Regions from separate parts of the Mus musculus genome. Here region 2 is linked to region 1. The links are chromatin contacts, called in public HiChIP or PLAC-seq maps. All regions are on one chromosome and are shown on one strand. The core of a region is the stretch at or near the end of the contact, and the rest is flanking DNA. Distances in the headings are between cores, read along the strand shown.

Evidence for each region. HiChIP or PLAC-seq counts read pairs in DNA pulled down with a chosen protein or histone mark.
Region 2: an H3K27ac HiChIP or PLAC-seq map of embryonic stem cells shows a contact between it and region 1, with 5 read pairs. The contact joins the enhancer-like site here to the promoter of Snrnp27 in region 1. A contact is called at or near these places in 6 of 39 promoter capture datasets (the 3T3-L1 cell line, embryonic stem cells, hippocampal neurons and 2 more), 1 of 15 datasets of contacts at CTCF or cohesin (stem cell-derived epiblast-like cells), 31 of 484 Hi-C or Micro-C datasets (the Ba/F3 cell line, the C10 cell line, the C2C12 cell line and 16 more), 8 of 115 datasets of contacts at active chromatin or transcription factors (bone marrow-derived dendritic cells, bone marrow-derived macrophages, effector CD8 T cells and 2 more) and 3 of 9 other capture datasets (adipose tissue, embryonic stem cells and pancreatic islet).

What each region holds. Positions count from the first base shown.
Region 1 is chr6:86,682,348-86,686,881 of GRCm38.p6, reverse strand. It overlaps Snrnp27 (small nuclear ribonucleoprotein 27 (U4/U6.U5)), which reads left to right and starts at 2,391. Exons shown (of 6, transcript NM_025665.2): 1 at 2,391-2,435; 2 at 3,906-4,026. The coding sequence starts at 2,402.
Region 2 is chr6:86,815,162-86,819,649 of GRCm38.p6, reverse strand. No RefSeq gene overlaps it. Among named protein-coding and RNA genes, the nearest start is that of Anxa4, 24 kb to the right of the region's middle. Within about 2 kb of position 2,874, at least 56 of the 459 cell types and tissues checked have an H3K27ac peak or open chromatin away from gene starts, as enhancers often do. A contact at or near this core is called in the N1E-115 cell line, embryonic stem cells, erythroblasts and 1 more, where this site is marked.

The DNA of each region.
Region 1 (4,534 bases), core at 1,142-3,641:
GCACATATTTGATTCTAAACTTGGTGTGCATGTGTTTGAAACAAGATCTCACTATGTATCTTCTAGCTGGCCTCACATTGGTATGTAGACAGGCTGGTCTGGAGGATGCAGAAGCCCACTTGTTACTGCCTCTAGAGTGCAGGATGGAAAGCATTTGACCTCTTGCCTGGCTTGTGTTGATCGTAGAGGTTGGGCTTTCTCACAAGCTGACGTGTAATCATGTTCTCAGAGGGGAATAAATGCACACAGAAGGAGCTCCACTGAATTAATAAGGTGGCTCTTAGGGGCAAGATAGTGTCCCATGTTACTCCTTGGCACAAGAGCCCTCAAGTAATAAAGGAAGCACCCTTTCATTGTCTTCTATGTGGACAGCATCATGTTATGAATGTTGCAAACAGACAAACCCTTACTCTCTCAGTAAGCATTGCCAACAGGTAGGTAGGTATGTATGTAGGTAGGTAGGTAGGTAGGTAGGTAGGTAGGTAGGTAGGTGTGTGTATGGTGTGTGTGTGTGTGATATGTGTGTGGGGGTGTGGTGTGTGTGATATCTGTGTGTGTTTGATGTGTGTGTGTAATGGCTAAGCAGGTAAAAGTGCTAGGCACCATGCCTGTACGTGCCTCTGTGTGTGTGAACAAAGTTGTATTCATGTCACAGTGCAATAGCACAGTAGGTAATCTCAACTCTCGGGAATATTATTCCCAGAAACCCTCCTGTAAGATCAAATTCGGCTCAGTGGCCTTGTATCCCTCTCTAACACACTGGATACTATCCATGATATGAAAACAGCCTGTCATCTGCTTCCATGATGAAGATGGCAAGCCTCTTGGCAGAGCCCACATGATCCCTCCTTCACCCCAGTGCTGCAGTTGTGCAGGATCCAACATTCAGCAGGCATTCACAAATGTCTGTTACACTAACTTCATCGTACTTTCCAGCCACTTTTGAAAATTTGAAGAGGCTGTGCTAAGTGTTTTCATTACCTAAGATCCAAAGCCTGGCAAGGGGAGGTGGGAAGAAGGGGGCATATGTCTCTGATCACCCATAGCCCCCATGTCACTTTGCTGTCTTCTCACACCTCTAATACAGTGCTCTGGCTTCCTCAAATCCCCCTCTTGCACTGTGGACAGTGACTTCAGCTGTCCATAGTGGTTATCCAAGATTATCCCTAAAACTTCCTTATAAGTGACAGGAGATTCCCAGTGCTCTCCTACGGCTTGACACATAATCTCAAAAATATGGAAGTCAGGCCGCATGGTGGAAATTCTAGTTTAGTTGGGATCAGGTATAAAAGAGGCTGTACAAAAGTCTATTTATTTACCTTTTTTTTTTTTTCCTTAACATGATGACTAGTGGACCAAGTGTTTTCAAACTAAAACTAGCCTCTTCTGCCTCTTCCTAAGTTTTTGTTCTAGAAGCCTGTCCTCAGCTGTTGCCCGTCAAAGGCTGGCAAGAGCACTGGTTCCATCAGTAGAGGCTGCAGCCTTTCCCACTCGCTGTATACATGTTTTACTGCAAGAAGCCGCGTTCTTGTGTGTGTGCGCGAGCGCGCGGCTCATAAAGCCTTTCATTTTGAAGGTTACGGCAACATTTGGGAGGTTCCCTTCGGGAGTAGGATGGAGCCTTTTACTTACAAAAAACAGTAGTTGGGGCTGAAGAGATGGGAGAATGCAGTGGGTTTGCTGCTCACTTTCTCAGTGCCTACTGTCAGGTTCTCAATGGCCAGTTGCATGGAATACAAGGGACACCCACATACATACAAAAATAAAACGAACTCTCTCAAACCGCCATAGTAGTTTAGGGTGCAATCCCAGTGCTGTCACTTGCGCCAACATAAAGCTGACTTAAGAATTAAATGCAAAAGTCAAAAACAGCTCATGCCGATTAGAATTCGTGTGGCCTGACGTTGTAAGACACTCTTTCAATCCCAGCACTTGGGAGGCAGAAGTAGGCTGATCTCTGAGTTCGAGGCCAGCCTGGTCTACAGAGTTCCAGGACAGCCAGAGCTACACAGAGAAACCCTGTCTCGAAAAACCACAACAAGAAAGGATTGGTGTGATGTATTTTATACGTGTAGAGGAACGCTGGGAAAACAAGAGAGAACTGTGCTGGGTGGAGCGATACACAGGTGAGTTCTCCAGCAGGACAAAGGGGTAAATCGCGACAAGATTTAAAAAGAAATCTCAACTTGAAGAAGCGGAATTAGCGCCCAGTTCTTCCAGGAACTTCAGGCCCTGGGGCGACTTCCAGGGCAAGACTTAAGTCATCTGTTTGCTGGAGCCGCCGGAACCCTCGCCACGCGCTCTGCTAGTTTCCAGCCGGCCTGCAAAAATCAACTTCCAGCTGCTCCGGAAGTTGTGGGGTTGTTTCCGGGGCGGTCGGAGGAGGAGGAGGAGGACTCCGATGGGTCGAAGTCGTAGCCGCTCCCCGCGTAGGGGTGAGTCCAGAAAGTCTCACGGCTAGGGACGGTGTCAGGTGCTACCCACGACCTTAACCTCGAAGGCCCGGGAGAGTGCGGGACGGGGCGAGGCCGGGACCTGCTCTCCTCAGCCCTGCCCTGAACTAGAGTTCCACAGTCCCTTCGCTTAGCTCCTGGGGGACCGTGCATACATCATAAGTCAGCCTGCCTTTCTCTGTCCAGTCCCCGTAACCATCGTAGGTAACTTTACCGTGAAGGATTGGTGTGAGAATTAACGTCACCCTCCATAACATTCAACCTGCCTTGGCTCACAGATGCTTTCTAAATGTCGGTGCCCTGCCTGGGTCTTTAGTTGGAAGTGTTTAGAATTTGAGACCGCATATCCTAATGTCTTCTGTACATAAGACAGAGAGCATAGGACTGAGGCCGTGTAAGGTGGGACTTTGGGGAAACTCAGAGGATATCTGTATCCTCAGCCATGTTAAGGGATTAGAATTAGTCTCTAGTTGTTTAGAACAAGGCTCACCTTCAACTAATACTCAATTATCTTACTAGGCAACCAGGGCCTCAAGCAAATTGAGCCTTCGAAGTGCAGTAAATGTCCAATAGATTGGTTTTCCTTTGGGAAATACCTATTGTGTAGCATTATGCCTTACTTTGGCCAGTTTACTAATTAGTACAAGACATGGTAGAGCAAACAAGGGGGCGGGGATAGCCTCATACACAGCCATGCTTTCAGAAAACACAGAACTTTGTTTTAAAAATACGATTCTGACTGAAAAGATAATCTAATTGGATATTAGGCTATTGTATAAACGGTCGAAATATGGGTGATTTTAAAATACACCACATTGTTTGACTTTAAAGTAATTTAAGTGATGTTATGTGTTGAAATGTTAGTAGGGGTGTGTGTGTGTGAGAGAGAGAGAGAGAGATCAAGAGAACTGAACTTAGTGCCTCACAGATGCATGGCAAACAGGGCCTTACCATAACAGGGGTTGGTCTTGAATGATTGCTTTTTCTGCCTCCACTTCCCCAGTCCTGGTGTTACAGGTGTGTGCCACTATGCACAAGAATTACTTCTTGGTTTGTTTGTTTGTTTGTTTAGGTTTTTCAAGACAGGGTTTCTCTGTGTAGCCCTGGCTGTCCTGGAGCTCACTCTGTAGATCAGGCTGGCCTTGAATTCAGAAATCCTCCTGCCTCTGCCTCCCAAGTGCTGGGATTAAAGGCGTGTGCCACCGCTGCCCAGCATTTGTTTTTTTAAGACAGGGTTTCTCTGTCACTTAGCAGTGCCTATTCTAGAGCTCGTGGACTGGCCTGGAACTCACTGAGAAGGGCCTGCCTCTTCCCTGAGTACCATGCTCAGCTGACTTTTTTGTTTTTTTAACTGTTCATTGTGACTACTAGTAGTGGCTTGCATTATACTTCATTATGACAGCTCTAGGTGTTCAAATTAACCTTTAGCTCTGCTATTTTTGTGTTTGTTAGAACGTAGGCGGTCCCGGTCCACATCTCGGGATCGAGAAAGAAGACGCCGAGAAAGGTCCAGGTCCAGGGAGAGAGATCGCAGAAGGAGCCGCTCAAGATCTCCACACCGAAGACGCTCCAGGTGAGTGTAGACAGAAAATTAAACAAAACAAAGAAAGAAAAACTGAGAAACTTGTCTACAAGGATGCGGAGAACAAAGAGCCCAGGAGATGCCCTTGACTTTGCCTTTATCACTTAGAAGGGACTCTGGTTTTATGAAATGGCAGAGTTTAATCACACAGTATTCTAAAGCTAGCATTACTCATGGCAAATAGTTTAATTACAGTGTATCAGAGCATAGTCTTTTAAAAGATGTTAGTCTTATTTTCTGTGTGTGGGTGTTTAGCCTTTATATATGTCTGTACCTGGTGCATCAGAAACAAGTTTCAGACTGTTGCGAGCTGTGCTGTAGGTCCTAGAGCCCATTTCCTGTGGAAGAGCAGCCAGTGCTTTTAACCTCTAAGCCAATCTTCTAGCCCTAGGGAATTGTCTATAAGAGCAACAGGAATGATGAATGAAATCCCCTTAGAAAGGTATTTGGTAAAGAAATTTAAGTATGTGCTCAGCAACAGGTGACCCACAGGGACTGA
Region 2 (4,488 bases), core at 1,625-4,124, 130 kb before region 1:
AAAGGAAGGAAGGAAGGAAGGAAGGAAGGAAGGAAGGAAGGAAGGAAGGAGAGGAGAGGAGAGGAGAGGAGAGGAGAGGAGAGGAGAGGAGAGGAGAGGAGAGGAGAGGAGAGGAGAGGAGAGGAGAGGAGAGGAGAGGAGAGGAGAGAGGAGGGGAAAGGAAAGGAAAGGAAAACAGGTACTCAGAAGTCCCAGGCTGTTCCAAACCTGCTGGGAACGTGACCGTCATCTTCTGATCACCCTGCCTCTAGTTCACTAATGCTAGGATTCTAGGCCTGTGCTTCCGTCTCCTGTTTCTGAGGTGCTGGGGGTTGAACTCACGACCTCCTGCTTGCTGCACAAGTGCTTTACCGGCTGAGCTACGTCCCCAGCCCCTTTTCTGTGTTTTGCTTTCTGTGTTTTGTCTCACTGTGCAGCTCTGGCAGCTGTGGAGATCCACCTGCCTCTGCCTCCCCTGTGTTGGGACTGTGGGCACCATTTGCTTCTTTGTGACATTTTTTCCCCTAAACCACGCTTCTTAAACATCTTGAAAAACATATATAATTTAAGCACCAGCTGTAATCTTAGCCAGCAGATGGTGTTGCTGTGGTATTTGGAATACATCCCCAAGTTATTGTCACAGTCTCTTAGTATCGTATTACTTTTTATTCTCTGCTTGATATTTTATCAAGGGCAGTTTTTATACTGACTTTACATTTTAATACCATTAGATAACTAACTGTAAAGTATTCCATCAAGTCATAAACAGATGAGTACTGTTATAAAGATTTAAATTTTGATTACACATAAGTGTGTGTAGGTTTGCACAGGTGTGAATGCGGTCCCCATAGGGTCCAGAGGAGAATGTGGGGATCCCCTGGAGATCGAGTTGTGGGTGGCTGTGATCCACCCAATGCAGATGCTTGGTACTGAACTCAGGGCCTCTGCAGGAGCAGGAAGGACTCTGCTGAGCCGTCTCCCAGAAACCATTGAGTTTTCTTTCGTTTTCTTTCTTTCTTTTCTTTCTTTCTTTCTTTCTTTCTTTCTTTCTTTCTTTCTTTCTTTCTTTCTTTCTTTCTTTTCAAGACAGGGTTTCTCTGTGTAGCCCTGGCTGTCCTGGAATTCACTCTGTAGACCAGGCTGGCCTCGAACTCAGAAATTCACCAGCCTTTGCCTCCCAAGTGAGTTTTCTTTTAATAGGTTGTAACTTGTTTAGAGTGCTACTACTACAAATCCACATACATGTATGAAGTCTATATACAGAACTCTTGCCAGTCAATCATAAGAGAAACAAACCCACTTTTTAAAATGGTAAAAACCAGATGCCAGGTGTGATGGTACAAACTCCCAATCCCAGCACTAGGGAGCCTGAGGCAGGAGGGTCAGAAGTTCAAGGCCAGCCTGCACTACATAGTCAGATTCTATTGCAACACTCCTTCAGTATCACGATCCCTACAAACCTGCAGAAGGTGAGAGGGTAGTTTGCCAAAGAAAATATACTCAAGTCAAATAAATATACAAAAATAAGGCCCCCATCAGTCACCTGGAACAGCAATAAGGTAACACTGCACAATCATTAGATTAGTTTTTTTTCATTAATTGATTGATTGATTGAGTGAGTGAGGCAGGGTCTCACTATGTAGACCAGGCTAACCTGAAACTCACAGAGAGAGGTCCACCTCCTTCAGCTTCCCAAGAGCCGGGATTAACTGTATGGCCCACCATGCCCTGCTTAGAATGGCATTTATTTATTTAACGTGTTTGTGCGTGTGTGCCAGCCTGTGTCTTTTTTATGTGTGTCTGGAGGGCAGAAGTCAACCTCAGGTGTTGTTACTTAGATTTTTCATCCAGAGTCTCTTCCTGGGACCTAGAGCTCATCAATGAATCTGACTGGCCAGAGACACTGCTGGCATCCTCCTGCCTGTGCTTGCCCAGCCTGGGACTGAGTGCGTGCTCTGACACCCAGCTTTTTCTGTAGGTTCTAGTGTGAATGCAGATTCTCATGCTTGCATGGCAAATACTCTCCTAACTGAGCCATTGCCTCCCATTTATGAGCTTATTTTAAATGTTTGCTTCCAGGTCTTGCCATGTAACCCAGGCTTGCCTCAAACTTACAGCAAACTCTTGATCTATTTGTTTCAGATCCTGAGTTCTGGGATTCAAGGTCTGTTTTGCCATGCCCAGGTCAAATTTTTCTAAACTAATAACATATTACTGACACAGCTCATGGGTAAAACAGCTTGTAGTGTTTTATCATGTTAAACTTTCCTATTGTGCCACACAATGACAGCAACATGTCTGTATAAAGACCTGATTACATATAGTCATAGCATCATAGCATAAGTCATAATAGCCCAAAACTGAGAGCAGCTTAAATGTTTATCAGTGGGTGAATGGACAAACAAGTGAAACCTGTCTATAAAATGGGGGACCGCTCAGCAACACAGATGAGTGAGCTCCAGACACAAAAAGATACACCTCAAAGGCTGCTGGACCCCAAGAGCACCTACGACATCATTCCACTCTTGTGGTACTTTATAAAAGGTTTAAGAAAGTGGATGCCTGCCTGGTCTACAAAGTGAGTTCCAGGACAGCCAGGGCTACACAGAGAAACCCTGTCTCAAAAAACGAAGAAGAAGGAGGAGGAGGAGGAGGTAGATGCTGATTCCCAAGTATCAGGAGAGGAGGCAAGAACTTGACTGGAAGAGGTAAGAGGTAACTTCAGATGAAATCAACGTTGAGGGCTGCCGCTAGCTGCAGCTGGCACAGCGCTTGTCCAGAAGGCCCTGGATTCGATCTCCTGCACCAGATAAAACCTGGCATGCTGTGGTATGCCTGCAATCTCAGATGGGAGCCGGAAGGAGGCTCCCTGGGGAAGAATGTTTAGGACTAAGCCTGATGACCTAAATTCAATCTTGGCCCCCACATGGTAGAAGAAGAGAACTGCAAGTTGTCCTCTGACCTCCTCTAGTGTGTGCTAGCACATAAGCTAAATAAAGCCTAATCAAATTGTAGGTGTAGGAAGACTAGAAATGCACGGTTATCTTATCCTCGGCTACACAGCCCGTGCTAAACAAGATCCTGTCTCAAAAGGGTCTCTGTGTTTTACGCCTTGTACACATTTATTGGAATGAAACTTGAGCATTTAAAAGGAGAGCACTTTTAGAATATACGTTAGACCTTGATAATTCTGAGCTTTTAATTTTTGTTTGTTTGTTTGTTTGTTTGAGCCATTCCCCTGAAGGAGAACTTGAGAACAGATTGGAAAAATCAGGAAGAGACACAGGATTTGAGGGGTGTGGGAGATGGTGTCAGGAGCTCTTCTGGTTTGGGAAGTGTTAGGAGGTTGAATTAATTAGCCAAGCAAGGAGAGAGAAGAGAGACAGAAACGGTGCTACTGAAGACAGAAGGATGGGAAGGCGAGAGATGGGAATTGTGACAGGCTCCATTTATTTTTCTCTTTATTCCCTTGTCTTGCCTCTCTTGTTTGTTTGTTGATATCTGGGTATGTTGGTAGAGAACCTTACATACTATATGTACTGTTTAATCTCAGTTGTCAACTTGGTGAGAAACAAAATCACCTGGAAGATGGGCCTCTGAGTGTATCTTGGGGGCATTATCCTTTTTAGGTGAATTGAGGGAAGACCTGGCCACTGTGAGGCTGCCAATCTCTAGCCTGGGATACAGGCTGTCATCACTCTCTGCACCTTAGCCTCCATGGGTGTACAGACCACACAATCTGTCCGGCTCCTGCCCTGTGACTTCCTGAGTGATGGACTGGAGCTGTTAGCTGAAACACGCCCTTTCTCCCTTGTTTTGCCAGGTGCTTATCACAGCAAAGGGAAAATAAGACACTGTATGTGAACAGGCTTCCAAATACTCCACTCAGCAATTGGGCCCTCTCGGACACAGAGTGGGGGAGGGGAGGGGAAAGGAAGGGGAGGGGAAAGAGGAGGGAGAGAGGGGGAGGGGGAGGGGGGAGGGAGCGGGAGAGGGAATTAAGATCCTTGGGAGAGCTGCAACAGGCTTCCACCCAGGTGCACACCACCATTCGATTAGCTGGCTCCACCCACCACGGAACAGGGAGAGCCTGGCGGGTTGGACCCCAGCCCCAGATGTCAGGCTTTGAAAGCTTGCTCTCAGCTTCCACGCTCTGCTGCCGCCTACATTCCTTTCTGAAATTTCCTGTGTAAGTATTATTGTCAGATTCAAAAGAAAAGGGAAGGGATGCAGAGAGGCTCCATCTTGCCATTTCCACGTATTTATAAGTAGAACTTCACCCTGCTTTCTAGTGGGGAACACTTTCAGTGCCACACACCCAGGTCCGTCTCTCACTCCCGTTACTCATTCTCCCTTGGGAAGAAGCCATTCATGTAAGGATATGCCCAGGTCAATGGTTGCTCATTGCTGGCAATGATGATTGATTTCTCTGAGCCTGGGGAAGGGCCCTGAGCTTTCCGTGAGCCCTCCTTCGTGGCATAAACACTGCACCAGAGTGGATTTGAGGCT